Linked DNA regions of Bicyclus anynana: region 1 is linked to region 2. Evidence: chromatin contacts called from public Hi-C data. All regions are on one chromosome and are shown on one strand. Each heading gives the region's core, a stretch centred on a gene start, on an enhancer-like site or on the middle of the called end of the contact. The rest is flanking DNA. Distances are from core to core; before and after follow the strand shown.

Region 1 (2,700 bases), core at 10-2,509, 47 kb before region 2:
GGATAATAAAGGTATTGAAGCAGTCTTGAATCTGAAGTAATTTATTTGGATAAGAAATAATACCAAGATACAATTATAGTATAGACCCTTTTATAACGGCGGCATTTCCATATTTTTTTTTAATAAAAGAACACTTACGAGTATTGTGTCATGACTATAAATAAAGTTAGGCATAAGACAAACATACAGTTAAATCTTTCCTATTTATAATATTTGTATAGATAATGATGAGTAGGTAACCATATTAGCATAATGAGTCTATATTATGATCAATGTTTTTATCTCTTTGAAACTTTGGAAGCGGTCGGTCATCGGTGCTAGTGACTCATGTTTGTTGCATATTTTACTTATGATGCAATAAATGTTGACCTTATAGGTACGACACCACGACAACTTTTCCCTAAGTTATTGTCAGACAAGTTTTTTTAATCATATCATGCATTAAATTGTATTAAAAAGTTTTTATATAAAATAAAAAGAAAATCCAAATGAAGAATCTAACTAAGTACAATTCGATTCTTCTATTTAAGTCCGTACGGCTGAAAAACCCGAAAGAATTTTCATGCAGTTTTCAAACTAAATTGAAATAGACCTCTATCTAATAGCATAGGTATAGATTTAGACTCGAGTGTGGGATAAAAAACAATTCTGTAAAGTAATGTCTAAAATAATATGCATTATAGGTAAGTATGAAATAGAAGCAGGCATTAGTCATTATTTTGGGTGTTATACATCTAGTAATCCTAAATATTAAAACTTAGATTATTGATATACCTTTGGTATATCGGTTATGATGAGATATTGCTGAGGTGGATACTTTTTTGTCCACGACCATATAGATTTTTGTATATTCTGTTTGTTTCTCTTAATACTTGTGTGTGGACAAAAAAAAATAACATAGATAAATACAGTAAATAATTTACCACAAATGTCACTATAAAACCGCTTTGCTATAAAATTACATTATCATCAATAGCGATAGCACATATCGATATTGAATGAGCATAATCTTAAAACAATTTACTTACTGTTTGAAAATTGAAATCTTATTATCACAATATCACGAAATACGAATAAAATTGAGTGAGATAGTAACTAAAAACAAGCCAAGTACCTACGTACTCGTGTTTCCCACGGCTAACAATTTAGAATTTTTGCTAGTTTATCCGTAAGTAAATAAACATAATCTTATCTGCTATGCGGCAGTGTCGGGGGGGAAAGGGGGGAACGTTCCGTTAGCCATAGTCGCAGCTACAGCTGATTTCACATGTCCGTGAATTCTGAGTTCGCTCTGTCGTGTCGCTCACTCGGTCTCCGTTACAAATGCCGGCATCGTAAATACGTTGCGATTCTGTTTTGGACAGTGTTTGGGTGTCTTGATTATTCTGTGTCGTTGTTAACTATCGATTTCATCAATTGGACGTTGAATTTAAGGTGTTCCGTAACTGTCGGTGAGTAATTGAGTATGTTATTGTTTTCCAATAAATTCCATGACATTTTTCCTTATAAACATCGGTTCTTATTAATGTTATAATGCTGTGTGATATTAATTTTTGAATATTCAGCTTTTTATTTTCAAAATTACTTATCTTGTTGTAGTTTTCTGATTGCATGTAAGTAGGTATTATTCGGCGCTCAATATTTTTCGTGGTTTTCACGTGTTTTTCCACAAACTACCTACATTTATTGAGTGACTTAGTTACCTTAACGTACCTATTATTGTTTTAGTTAGTAACTATGAAAGTAAACCAAAATGTTTCATTAAAAAATCAAAATTCGGTAATGCGGATAATTAAAAAAAAATACTTTACCTACGTACATATTAGATGGTTTATTTTATTCCTACCAAGACCATACTCCATGCAATTGCATTTTTTTAATATAATGCAACGATGACCTTGATTACAACCGCAGAGTTATAAAAAACTTAAAGTAGATACAGCGTGCTTTTTATTGCAAGTGGGTAGGTATTTATGCACCTACCTGCTCGATGCGTTCAAGTAACTTCCGTTATAGAAGCTGCATTGAAGTGCAGCCAAATACTTACATAGGTACCTAAATTGTTATATTGCATCACCGTACAAAAGCAAAAGTTTTATTATAAAAAACCCGACTACTTAAGCGTAATAAACTGAAAGAAGAAAACAAGTATCACAATATCAATATATAGGGAAATGCCCACCGGCCAATACAACGTCGGCCCAGAGAACACAGGTAATACGTAATAAAAGTATATGGAGATGATAATATGAAGTATAAAAAAAATATCTATTTTTTTATCACTCTCATAAAGCAAAATATTCGCCGGTGTACCAAAGCAGCGAAATAACATTTGAAGCTGTATTATTTTTTTCTGTTCCCAAAAAGCTTTACAAACAAGAAAACGAACAAACAAACCAATCATAAGTCTTCAAAAAATATCGTAATACTCAGGGGGCAAATTAATGATGTATCGAAAATGTCGTAAAAAGTTGTAGCAAACTTTTTTTTGATAAAGTAATGATTTCATTATAATAGTAGAACTATCAAGATTTTATTAGATATAAATAAGTTGCGGGGTAGGATAAGGGTAGGCCTGGGCCGGGGATGGGCATTTTCCTTTTCAGATTTAAAACTTTAAGGTGCCGCATGCGGCGACAAACATAGTTTTGGTAGATCTTTCTATACCCGTTTGTCTGCCTGCTATGATTAATATTTTTG
Region 2 (2,700 bases), core at 138-2,637:
AAATCGCACATAAAACGGAGTCACATGCTAATGAGTGTTTTTATTATAAATTTGCATAATCTACATAATGATAAAAAATCACTTTACATGCAGCATCCTGTATATACTTTCTTGGTAAATTATGAATGTTATACATTTTTCTCTGAGGAGCAATAACATTTTTGGACCGTATTTCTCTTGACTAATGAATTATATTAATTGTTCTATTGAATCTCTATTAAAATATTATCAACCCATATTTGGCTCACTGCTGTGCTCGAGTCTCCTCTCAGAATGAGAGGGGTTAGGCCAATAATCCGCCGTGCTGGCCCAATGCGGATTTCCATACTTCACACACGCAGAGAATTGAGCAAATTCATTGGTATGCAGGTTTCCTCACGATGTTTTCCTTCACCGTTTGTGACACGTGATATTTAATTTCTTAAAATGCACACAACTGAAAAGTTGGAGGTGCATGCCCCGGATTAGTATAGTTTTCTACTAAATATTAGGTGAAGCTTTTTCGTTGTTCAATTATTATTATAAAAAAAGTTCAAATCGTACGTAAGTAACTACGTAACCTAACCAGAAATGACACTGGGAACTCTTGCCTTTTCGCAACCATTCCATAAGTCGTTATTAACAATAATAACATTGCATTGCACATAATGCTGACATAACGGAAGAAACCTTTGGCTTGCATTTGATAACTGTGTCATGTGTTAAGGAAAAATAATAATATTTGTATTCAAATTACAATGTTACTCGTCTATGCAATTGTATAATACTCACCTCGTGGACTTTGTAAGAGCATACCTATATCTATACTAATATTATAAAGCTGAAGAGTTTGTTTGTTTGAACGTGCTAATCTCAGGAACTACTGGTCCGATTTGAAAAAATCTTTCAGTGTTAGATAGCTATATATTATCCCCGTATTCCTAGAAGAACGGAAACCATGCGGGTGAAACCGCGCGTCGTCAGCTAGTTCAATTATAAGAGTAATGCCGGCACTAGATAAAATTTGAATACTGTACACATTCTTGTACACTTGCAACCCACCATAGATCCATTTACGAATATTCTAATACATCTTTTCTAATATTATAAAGCAGAGGAGTTTGTTTGTTTGCTTAAACGCGCTAATCTCAGGAACTACTAGTTCGATTTAAAAAAAAATTCAGTGTTAGATAGCCCATTGATCAAGGAAGGCTATATGTTATCCCCGTATTCCTACGGGAACTCGAACCACGTGGGTGAAACTCCTGTAATTCGGCTACTCGGAGGTCGGGTTCGGAGGATGGTTTGTGGTCGGGAGTCCTGGTGCTGTGTGGCCCTTGTCCACACTAAGCCTGATATTAATATAGATCTCCCGGAAGAGTCTAGGAGTGCAGGTTAACTAAGGAGTGAACTGGGCCAGAGGGGAAACCCAGCAGCCAAAAAACCCGTTTGCCCGTATCGGGTTGTACGTAGTGGTATAGCGGCCGGGAGTTCAGTAACAGCACGACCAATAAAATCAGTCCCGATCATTTTTTTTACTTATATATGTTTTCGGATACCAGCCAGCATTACTTAAAAGATGGCAATGCATTCATACGTCTAAGGATCGCTAAAATATGTCGGCTAGAATAACATCGAAATTAGACCCATAATTACACGCGCGAACGCGTGAATACAGAAACAGCTTTGATCTACCATCAAGTGCCTAATATATCTCCGTTATGATTTCCTTTCTTTTCTATTCCAGGTGTAATCAATGTAAAGCGTAAGCCATGCGCAGCGACATGGCGTACCGAGGGCTGTCCCAGCATGTCGAGTTGGACCGCGCTGCGGACCCTCAGGATCGATTCACGCTGCAAGAGCTGATAGGCGAAGGTACATACGGCGAAGTGTACTGCGCTAAGGACAAAAAGACTGGCCGACGGGTTGCTGTTAAGGTATAGTCATCTTTCCTCCATAATAATTAAGATCATCAATCCATTATCAACCAATTACAAGGCAGCGGTCTTCTTCCTAGAATAAGAAAGGTGGATTAGTATACTTCTTACACATTTGAATATACCTGTTATGAAAAACTTTTTTATTAACTTATTATAAAAAATATATTAACGTATTTAATTTTGTACAAATTACACGGAAATCATAAATTTGTCTAGGATTTAAAGTAGCCTGTGCTGCTCCATGATTAATTTTATCTCTAAACTAAGTTTCATCCAAAACGGTTCTGTGGTTTAGCCGAGAAAAGTTAATAGATAGACAGACTTACTTTTTGCATTTGTAATATTCCTATGTAGATGCTCAGGTTTCCTCCGTAGTTATTCACACCGTTGCTGTGTTGTTATTTAACTACTTAAAACGCACACCGAAAAGTGAAGTGTGTACTGGTGATTGATCTCGATTTCCCTGAAAGGGAACTTACCAATATTATAAGCTTGCAACTTACTTTATAAACTTCACAATAAAATGTAATACCAATAGATGATTCACTTTATTATTATCAGCATTCAATGGAATACTTGTAATATCAAAACTAAATTCCATGAATGCATAAAACTATACTCATATCTGACGCATATGTTTAATATGATTTTTTAAATATTAGAACTATTCTAATATTAATTTCTGTACTAAATATGTAAACAGCGACAGCATAAACAACTGATTATCTAATTTAAATACCTACTAGTCCATATTTTGCGAACAATAAAGGTTAGAATGAAT

Evidence for each region. Hi-C and Micro-C count contacts between places; a contact is called where the count stands out from the background.
Region 1: a Hi-C map of whole larva shows a contact between it and region 2, with 4 times the contacts expected there. The contact joins the promoter of LOC112055509 here to the enhancer-like site in region 2. A contact is called at or near these places in 2 of 2 Hi-C or Micro-C datasets (whole body and whole larva).

Annotation. Positions count from the first base shown.
Region 1 is chr1:11,104,663-11,107,362 of ilBicAnyn1.1, reverse strand. It overlaps LOC112055509 (myosin-IIIb), which reads left to right and starts at 1,259. Exons shown (of 23, transcript XM_024095650.2): 1 at 1,259-1,451.
Region 2 is chr1:11,057,793-11,060,492 of ilBicAnyn1.1, reverse strand. LOC112055509 (myosin-IIIb) reads left to right here. Exons shown (of 23, transcript XM_024095650.2): 2 at 1,727-1,916. The coding sequence starts at 1,752. Among protein-coding and RNA genes, the nearest start is that of LOC112051919, 12 kb to the right of the region's middle. Within about 2 kb of position 1,387, at least 5 of the 8 cell types and tissues checked have open chromatin away from gene starts, as enhancers often do.